2 separate regions of the Mus musculus genome follow, and region 1 is linked to region 2. The links are chromatin contacts, called in public HiChIP or PLAC-seq maps. All regions are on one chromosome and are shown on one strand. The core of a region is the stretch at or near the end of the contact, and the rest is flanking DNA. Distances in the headings are between cores, read along the strand shown. Region 1 has its middle 26 kb from the start of Gm15706. Region 2 has its middle 19 kb from the start of Bcat1.

Evidence for each region. HiChIP or PLAC-seq counts read pairs in DNA pulled down with a chosen protein or histone mark.
Region 1: an H3K27ac HiChIP or PLAC-seq map of embryonic stem cells shows a contact between it and region 2, with 11 read pairs. The contact joins two enhancer-like sites. A contact is called at or near these places in 1 of 484 Hi-C or Micro-C datasets (embryonic stem cells) and 3 of 115 datasets of contacts at active chromatin or transcription factors (CD8 T cells, effector CD8 T cells and embryonic stem cells).

What each region holds. Positions count from the first base shown.
Region 1 is chr6:145,274,222-145,279,205 of GRCm38.p6, forward strand. No RefSeq gene overlaps it. Among named protein-coding and RNA genes, the nearest start is that of Gm15706, 26 kb to the left of the region's middle. Within about 2 kb of position 2,145, at least 235 of the 459 cell types and tissues checked have an H3K27ac peak or open chromatin away from gene starts, as enhancers often do. A contact at or near this core is called in CD8 T cells and embryonic stem cells, where this site is marked.
Region 2 is chr6:145,092,711-145,098,060 of GRCm38.p6, forward strand. No RefSeq gene overlaps it. Among named protein-coding and RNA genes, the nearest start is that of Bcat1, 19 kb to the left of the region's middle. Within about 2 kb of position 1,946, at least 20 of the 459 cell types and tissues checked have an H3K27ac peak or open chromatin away from gene starts, as enhancers often do. A contact at or near this core is called in CD8 T cells and embryonic stem cells, where this site is marked.

The DNA of each region.
Region 1 (4,984 bases), core at 895-3,394, 180 kb after region 2:
TTTATGACTTCGCAGCCTCTGTGTCATCTGTCCCAGCCTCTTGGGTAGTGGCCACACCCCACCAGGACTCAGATTACTTAAGAGTTGTGTTCCAATTAGAAAAGGAAAGTTCTTATTCTAGGAATTACTGACTATGTCACCGTGAAATTGGAGCCATTTCAAAGAGCTGACACACTTAGAAGGCTGGAAGGAACTAGAACCACGTGCTTCATATTCTCCGGCATGGTTGCTCCCCAGCCGGCTGAATTCACCTAGAAATGAGTAAGATCAACTGACTCGCTCGTGTGAGAAGAGTCAGCCATCAGACCAGAGTAAAAGAAGATTTTCAAGACCCTGTCTCCTGTGATGCTTCATGCTGGGCTGAAAAATGAGCACAGACACATATAGTTTTTTGTTTTTTTGTTTTTTTCTAAAACCAAACCCCACACCTCTTTGACTTTTATTTGTAAAGAATCTTCCTAGTTTTGAAAATTACTTAGAGTCATTATTATGGGGAACTGTCCATTATTATTTTTTAAGATAATCATTTTTGGATCTTAGCAGTATACCAAGAACCATGCCAAAGGGTGGTATTTTCGAATCAGCCTCATCATGTCCTCTATGCAGATGGCCCTGTTTATGGGCCTGTTTCCAGAACCGGTGTCTTTAGGCCCAACAATGACTGTTAATGAGGCTTTAGCAAATTCTCTGGGGCTGACCACAGGTAGGAATACCTTTGCTGGGTATTGGTCTGATGGTCTGATCATGTAGACAATGAGGAATAAGGCAGCCATGGATCTCCACAGAGCAGAGCAGAGGTAAGACAAACTGGGAGTTGTTGTAATAAAATTTGATGAGACTTATAAAGTCTGGAGTCTCACAGCAGTCAAGTCAAAGCGTAGTTTGATGGTGACAGTGTGAGGAGCTGACGCTCACTATGAGAAATGTGGGTTGTTGACAACATATGCCATTGAATCCACAAACTTACAGTCCTTTAAGGCCTCCTTTCTGCCCCCACACTTTACCCTCCCCCTCCTTTCTCCTCAACTCTTTTCTTTTTATACCCTTTCCCCTTGGCCCCTTTTCTTTTATACCTAAGTTAAGAACATAGTTTCTTTTTCATTAGTATTCAAATTGCTATCTCTTTGTTTTTAACTGGAATTGGGGAGCTTCCTCAGGTCAGAAGGCACTTTCACTAGAAACAACCAGAAACAAACTAACCAGAAACTGAGTTCAAACACTTAGTGAGCCTCTTTACGATGATCAGTTCTTATTAAACAATACAGACTTAGGCAAAATGAGTCAGACATAAGGATATCGCATTCCCCGAGACCATTTGAACTCTAAGAAGTATTTTCTATTATTAAAGTAGTTCACCAGGCAGTGGTGGCACACGCCTTTAATCCCAGCACTCGGGAGGCAGAGGCAGGTGGATTTCTCAGTTTGAGGCCAGCCTGGTCTACAGAGTGAGTTCCAGGACAGCGAGGGCTACACAGAGAAACCCTGTCTGGACAAACCAAAAAAAAAAAAAAAAGTAGTTCACTTGTTTTTGCCCAGTCCAAAATATTGGAAAAACAATGTAAAATACATTCTGAAACTCATATCCCAAGAGGTCTGTCAGTCCTCCAATTTCTTAGAACAGGTGTCTTATTTCCATACCTAAATTTATGCAGTTTGGGGCTTCACCTGGATGGGGGGGGGGGGGAAGAGCAGACTTTCTTGCAAAATCAAGCAAGCAAACAAAGGAATTCCCCCACCTCCACTCCCCTTGCCCTGCACTTTAAAGCTAGATAGAGAAGTCACCTAACTGAAACTTCAAAACAATGTGGCCTTGGATTTGAGTTTCAGTCTGGCGGTTTGAGGTTTGTAGGACCCCCAAGGCCACACACAGCATGTGGAGTGCCTTGTCTGTCCCAGATGACTTCTGCTATTATCGTGTTAATTTGATCCTTTGAAGGTGCAAAGAATTAGAAATAACCACCTGATCATCTGTTCCAGGTTTGCTTAAAAGCGAATGGTGAGAAAAAGTAGGTAAAAGTTGAAGGGCCCGTTGACTGGCTAATGGAGAACTCACTAGCCTGTCTTGGCCATCGGGCGGGCGAGCTGTGAGGAACAGCTCCAGCGAGGGCGCCTCCGTTCCCCTCCCTTGACCAGCACTCAGCTCCCCTCCCGTGACGTCACGGGAGACCTTGGCTCCTTGCCACGCCCATGACTCAGCTCTAGCGTCTGCTTTTCTCCACCTGCTTATTTTCTAATTACTACCACTGACTTCGCTCACTTTCTCTCAGTCTTGCGGCTTTGCTTACTCATGGCTTCTGTTTCCTGTCTTCCTTCCCTCCACTTCTGCATTTACCCAGCGTTGACCCTCCCAGGATGTTTCCTACGCAAATTCTGCAAGACAAAAGAAAGTTGAGTGCTACATTCCAGGCCAGGAGACTTCAGGTCCCATGCCCTCCCTGACTAATTAGCAAGTCTCAACAACAGCAAGGACGTAGCAACACACCTCTAGGGAGCATCTCACCAAGCCACTGTGATGCTTTGCACGGGAGAGCCACAAACTGTTGTAACCAAAGACACTTAGCCTGAAAGACTGCACGGTGTTTATCATTCAATTTTGAAACTAAACAAAGCCTGGTGTTAAGGTATGTTAGTGGTCCTCATCACTGCAGAACCTACCGAATATGGAAAAGTCTAAAGCTTGGCTGGTAAACCCTGCCAAAAGTGAGCCGCTTTGGCCGAATTGTCTTTGCTTAGGAGAGTGAGTGGTATTGGTATATGCATTGAAGGAAGATTGCTGACTTTAGAAAAAGTAGAGTAGGAAGCGAACAAGAAATGCGTCCTTAGTTTCCCACCTCGGGATGCTACAAGGAAGTGGGAAGGCAGAAACAGGACTAGGATCAAAACCACAAAACCGGCTACTCACCCAGAGCCCAGGCTTTCTGGGCTGGACTTCGTATGTGCACAGGCATATCTTTTTCTTTGCTGGAGGAAGATTCCATAGTGTAACAAAGACTTTGAAACTCTCATTAGAGAATCTCCAACCCCAGCTCCAGGCGCTTATTCTGCCAATACGATTTCGCCATTTCCTCCCTTAAACAATGTGAGTGACAGAAGCTCTGTCCTAGGTTTGACGTGGGGTATAAAGAAAGGCCTCGGGCCGCATATCAGGAGGAAGGCTTGCGTTAACTCTTGTCAAATGTTAAGCATGCCCAGTCATGCATTAATCAATCCTTCAAGACTGACTGAGAGGGGCAACTTCCATCACACCCATAAATAAAGCCGCAGACTGTGGGGTGTGCACAGTGCTTGGCAGGGAAACATTTATAAGTGATTTGTCATAAGGATATTCATATCTATTACAGACATTGATTTTGTTGTAAGAATCTAATGTTTTGAGCCTTTTTTTTTTTTTTTTTTTTTTTTGGCTGTACAATCAAGGGATTAGGAAGAAGATAAGGAGGAGACATTACCTCACAGGCTATCCACACATATTATCTCTATATAATTTAGTTGTGATTATAATTATAATTCCCTAAAAAGCACTCATGGCTTTTCAAATATGAGGTATTACCATTTTGTAATTATTAATCACTCCAACCTTCTCTGTATTCTTTCTTAAGAGCGTCTGAAAACACTAATTTTATCTGATTGATAAGGTTTTCCTTTCAGATTCTTTCCAACAATGAAATCATGTAAAGCCCAGCTCAGTAGACATCAAACCGCAGACGTGACTACACATCTCTTTCTGTTCCCCGTGTGTTGGTGATTCTCACTGATGTCGCACTAACAAGGGCCAAGTAGGGCCGAAGGAGTTTATTTTGCCTTCTCTTTCTGGAGGGAGACAGCCTATCACAGAGAGGGGGGCATAGCAGCAGACATCCATGAGCGAAGCCTTAATGGCAGAAGCAGGAGGCCACTTGGCTATGCTCCATCTACACTCAGAAAGTAGAATTTGAATGAGAAGAGAGACCCAGTTACAAAGTTCAGGCCTGTCCCCAGGGATCTCTCCCTTCACCTTCTAAAAGTTCCACAACCTTCTCAAACTTGGAAGGTTCCCTGTTGGGAGCAAATAAGCAAATCTATGAGCCCACGGGTGATGTAATTCCTTATTCAAACTACAGCAACCAATCTTTGAGGAGTCAAGATTCGACGACTTGCTGAAATTCTGTATCATTTTAAGTATTATACTTATTTAAGTTACTTTTTTAGTAGACGAGGAAATCAGACACAGGGAAGGTATACAGAATCACACCAGAGATAAAGCTGGGGTCATGAAAACATAGATCTGTGGACTCCATCAGTCTGCCTGCCATCAGGACCAGCAGGCTAACCATGCATACCAGTGACCAGCCACATGGACCAGGGAACTGTACCAGACAATTCCACCAGTGACCAGTCAACTGCATCAGTGGAGTAGCCTGCATCAGTGACCAGCCACTTACACTAGTGGGCCAGACACTGGCACAGGTTGGTGACTCATTGAATGGGAAGTGTAGCTGGACTCAGAAGAAAAGCACAAGAGCTGTAGCAGTGGATCAACAGTTAAAGACCTTGCTGCTCTTCCAGAGGACATGGATTTGGTTCAAGGCACCAACATGGCAGCTCACAACCATCTGGACTGGAAATGGCCAGACAGTTGGCTACGGATCAACTCTCTCATGGGTGTGGGAACACCCAAAGGGTTCGTGTGAGTTGGAAGACCTGGTTCTAAGGTGGATCGTTCACATGGTGACATTGGCACCAGCTGCAGGCACATGGCCTTCGTCACCTCCCATAGGAGCTTCTTCATGGGACTACTTGAGTGTCTTTACAAGATGTCAGGCAGCTACTTCTTTAGAGCAACCAAGAGACAGTGACAGTAGTCACACACCATCAGGTCTATATATGTGTGTGTCAATCATATACTTCCAAACCTTTATTTCTGGGGAGTTACGGCACCTGCATTGCTGATCTGGGCCATTTGCCGCCCGAACAAATATCAGATGAAAATGATACAAAGCTTGTA
Region 2 (5,350 bases), core at 696-3,195:
CTTTCAGGGGTTCCAAGCCTGGTCCTTTGGAAGGCTCCTTGTCGGAAGCAGGGTTGTGGTTTTATAACCTAAGAAAACAGGGAAGCCCTGGGATTCTTAGAGTTGGGGGTTTATTGTACATTTTCTTCTGGGAGAGAAAATAGACTTGATAAAATAAGGAAAGCCAAGGAGACAGGTGACTCAGGAGAAAAACTGCTGTTTCAGAGATGCTAATGGGTTTGCTATGACACAAATAAAGCTTTAAGTCGACAAAGTTATGTAAGGTGTGGCGTGTGTGTGTGTGTGTGTGTGTGTGTAGTATCACCAACAAGTTTGCAGACAACCAACTTCAGGAGTCCAGGACGTGGGGTTTTAAGTTATTTTCAGGACAGCTGTTTTCCACCCCCATCCTAAGAAAGAAAGCAATGTGTTTAATCTAACACTTGTAGAGCTCACCGGTTTAAAGGGAGCATGGCGGCCCACACCTGTAACCTGAGCATGTAAGCTGAGGCAGTAGGATCTTCACGAGTTCAGAATGAGGCTCTGTCTCAAAACACCAGCAACAAAACCGTGGGCTAAGTAGAAAGTGCTCTCTGCCCTCCCACCAGCCTGGCTGAGAACGGGTCTTCAGGGGCTTCCCCTCTGCCCTCCCACCAGCCTGGCTGAGAACGGGTCTTCAGGGGCTTCCCCTCTGCCCTCCCACCAGCCTGGCTGAGAATGGGTCTTCAGGGGCTTCCCCTCTGCCCTCCCACCAGCCTGGCTGAGAATGGGTCTTCAGGGGCTTCCCCAGTGGGCAGGAGTTTCTAGCTTGTTTTGTTTTGTTTTGCTTTGCTTTGCTTTGTTTGGGTTAGATTGGGTTTTGGTTTTTTAGAGACTGGGTTTCTCTGTAGCCCTGGTTCATTCTGGAACTCCATCTGTAGATCAGGTTGGGCTCCAACTCAGAGATCTTCCTGTCTTCTGTGCTGGGATTAAAAGTGTTCCACCACCCAGCTGCTTCTTGCCTCTTGTTGAAGGTTTTGGCTGTACCTGATCATTGGCTATTCAGGGAGCCCCTTGTTTACCATTTAGCAACACATACCCATTTTAAAGTTTACATGCATCCTGGGGCCTGGGGAGATGGCTCCCATGGTTAAGAGCACTGGCTGTTCTTGCACAGGGTTTGATTCCCAGCACCCACTTGGCAGCTCAAAAACAACCTAGAACAGCAGTCCCTGGGGAGCTTAAGTCCTCTTCCAAATGCCAGAGGCCCTTTCAAATACATGGCAGGCACACACACACACACACACACACACACACACACACACACACACACACACACACAGAGTTCTTGACATTGATAGTTGAACAAACCGTCTTTATACACACATATAAAGTGAAAAGTGAGATTTCTTATTTCTTTTTAAAGGTTTATTCATTTTTGTTTATGTGCATGGAAGTTTGCCTGCATATTTCTGTGTGCCACGTGTGTGCCTGGTAGCTAGGGAGGTCACAAGAGGGTGTCAGATCCCCTGGAACTGGAATGACAGACGGCTGTGAGCCACCACATGGGTGCACGGAACTGAACTTGGGTCCTCTACAAGAGCAGCTAGTGCTCTGAACCATCACTCCAGCCCATGGTTTCTTCTCGAGAATGACTCCACTGGGTGTAGTGGTGCATGCCCTTAGCCCTGCATTCAAGAATCGGTTTGAAAGCAGGTGTAGTCTCCATTGACAGTACCAGACTAGCCAGGCCTAAATGCTCAGACCGTCTTAAACAGACAAGCAAACACTACAACCAAGAAGCAGTTAGTTCTAGTAAAATTCATTCTTCGCACTTTACTTTCTATCAAAACCTTTCCACAGGCAGTTACAGCCTAAAGCAAGTTCTTGAGTCGTTTGTGTTTTCTTTGTTTGGTTTGAACCAGTCTCCTGTGTCCCTGGCTTGCCTTGAGTTGGATACAAAGCCAAGCATAACCTTGAACCTCTGACCTCCCTGACTCCTCCTCCTGATTATAGGCGTCTGTCACCACACCCAGCCTCAAGTTTGTGCTTCTCAGTGGTTTGGAGAATGAAATTAGAACTTTTCTACCTGGACTGAAAGCTAAGAAGACAATCAGGGCCTAAACTGCAAAGACAGGACATGTTTCAGGCCATGAGAAGGCTGCTCACACTGTGCAATCTTTATCGATCCATCTCTGACTCCCACCTCGGTCCTGCTAATCCCAGGACTCTTTGTCAGTCTCGGGGAAAGCTGCTCTCTCTGAACTGGTACCTCAGTGCCAGGCAGTAGTCAGCTGAGTCACAGAACTGCAGAAGATGAGGAAAATGGATGGCAAAAGCCAATGGAGTCTTGTCCAATATTCTACGGACAGGATGTTTCAGATACCAGTGCCTATGAAGTAAGAGTTCTCACCATAGCTTGAAGAGACCCCACATCAGTGTTGGGTAGAGCAACCGACAACCGGGGAGTCCAGGGTCTATTTAAGCGTCCCTGTTAGCCTCAGGCCATGTGTGACAGATAGCTGGGGAATCCAGGGTCTATTCAAGGGTCCCTGTTAGCTTCATGCCAAAACAACCTCAGCTATTTGGCTCTAGAAGAAGGAAACAGCCAACTTAATTGAGACCACAGCTGAATAGGTGAGCAGTCTCTGACAATACACTTGGAAGAACCTAGACGGAAGTCACCTTCCTCCCTTCTAAGTCACCCTCCTCCCTGCTAAGTTACCCTCCTCCCTGATAAGTCACCCTCCTCCCTGCTAAGTCACACTCCTCCCTCCTAAGTCACACTCCTCCCTGCTAAGTCACCCTCCTCCCTGCTAAGTCACCCTCCTCCCTGATAAGTCACCCTCCTCCCTGATAAGTCACCCTCCTCCCTGATAAGTCACCCTCCTCCCTGATAAGTCACCCTCCTCCCTGATAAGTCACCCTCCTCCCTGCTAAGTCACCCTCCTCCCTGATAAGTCACCCTCCTCCCTGCTAAGTCACCTCCTCCCTCCTAAGTCACCCTCCTCCCTCCTAAGTCACCCTCCTCCCTCCTAAGTCACCCTCCTCCCTGATAAGTCACCCTCCTCCCTGATAAGTCACCCTCCTCCCTGATAAGTCACACTCCTCCCTGATAAGTCACCCTCTTCCCTTCTAAGTCACCCTCCTCCCTGATAAGTCACCCTCCTCCCTGCTAAGTCACCCTCCTCCCTCCTAAGTCACCCTCCTCCCTGATAAGTCACCCTCCTCCCTGCTAAGTCACCCTCCTCCCTGATAAGTCACACTCCTCCCTCCTAAGTCACCCTCATGGACATGTGTTCTGTTCACAGGTGACTTCTCACTCCCACGTCACCTTTCTTTCCTCTCAGAATTTCAAGTAAAGATGTCACCTGAAAGTAGCTGGTAATGGGCAGTGCCGGCAACTGGGAGAAAGCCTTCTTGGGGCCTGATGATTGCAGGTGTTGGGTGTGGGTGTAGGTTACCAATGCTGCCTATAATGTATGGGCTTTTTATAAAAGATGTGTTTCATGGCTTTTGATCTCAAGGAATAAAAGTATCTCTAAGGAAACAACACAGATGTATCAGAGAAGAGAGCAAAATTAGTTCTGCTAAGAGATGGCTCGCTCAGTGGTCTAGACTGCTTGCTCAATTCCCAGCAACCACGTTGGGCAGCTCACAACTATCTGTAACTCCAGCTCCAAGGGATCTAATGCTTTTATCTGGCCTCATCGGGCACCTGTACATACCACAGGTGGGTACACATACACACAAGCAAAAATAAATCTTTAAAGTTACGTCTATGACAAAATAGTTGGTAAAATTATAAGTCTCAGAAGAAATCAGAAAAATTGGGGCCCAGTGTCTTCACAATGATTTTGAGTGCAATGGTGTGCCTCAAGCTTGGGATCAAAAGATCAGCCTTAGACATGCAAGCTCAGAGCTGGCCACTCCCTCTGATGGTGGCCGCTGTTGGACACTTCACTGGCTGGTGTTGATGGCCATCAGACTGGGTGACGTTGGAGGTCCTACACTCTGACACCGTCTCCCAAGTCTGTCAGGCATTCTCTGGCTCAAAACCGAGCACAGGACCATTAAGAAGCTACTGACATCTTTGAGTCTCAGTTTCTTTGTAAAGGAGATTTTCCATGTATGCGACAGGACATATATAAAGTCCAGGATCAAACACGTACATGTATGTACAGAGAACATCTTGTTAAAGATTTCGGTTGATGAGAAGCAGGGCTGGTGTCAGTGTGCATATGGGAGCTGGTGGCACCATTACAGACTATGGCATCATATGATCTCATATATAAATTTAAAAATAGCCAGGGGGTAGTGGTGTACGCCTTTAATCCCAGCACTCAGGAGGCAGAGGCAGGTCAATCTCTGACTTTGAGGCCAGCCTGGTCTACAGAGCAAGTTCTAGGACAGCCAAGGCTACACAGGGAAGCACTGTGTCTAAAAATAATAAATTAAAGTAAATTAAAAGGCGATGTGGTTAAAAGTCCAGCTCTAGAATCTGCATGGCCTGGGTTTAAGTGTGGACTCTAGATCTGCTCTTTTCTCTCTCTCTCTCTCTCTCTCTCTCTCTCTCTCTCTCTCTCTCTCTCTCTCTCTCTCTCTTTTTGTTTGTTTGTTTGTTTGTTTGTTTGTTTGTTTGTTTGTTTTTCGAGACAGGGTTTCTCTGTATAGCCCTGGCTGGAACTCACTCTGTAGATCAGGCTGGCCTCGAACTCAGAAATCCGCCTGCCTCTGCCTCCCAAGTGCTGGGATTAAAAGCGTGCGCCACCACAGCCCGGCTTTCTTTCTCTTTTTAATGCCCAGGCTGGCCTGGACCTTGTCCCTTGCCTGTGTAGGACCCAGAGCTCTGGTCTCCAACCTTCACTTACTGAGAGCTGGCTTTGCAGGTCTGTACACCACACCCAGATTATGCTGTTTGGGGAATCAAACCCAGGGCTTTGTGTATGCCAGGCAAGGACTGTACCAACAGATCCTCAACCTTAGTGCCTCTGACACTTAAGAGGTGTTGGATGTGTGCTTGATTCTCTTCATCAGATAATGGAGGCAATAGTAATGCTACTCCAGAATCCTGGTTATCACTGTTGCTGTTTTTAAGGACTTATTTTTATTTATTTTTTAAGACTGTATTTATTTTGTGTATTAGTGTTTTGCTTGCAGGTGTGTCTGTGCACTGCATGTGTGCCTGGTGCCTGAGAGGCCAGAAGAGGGTATCAGATCCTCTGGAAGTGGAATTTCAGATGGTTGTGAGCCACCTATGGGTGCAGGAACAGAACCTAGGTTCTCTGTAAGAGCAGTAAGTGCTCTTAGCTGCCGAGACAGCTGGCCAGCCCCTCAGAGCACTGGTTTAAGAATGAGCTGGTAGGCAGACAGTCCTCAGCTCAGTACCTGC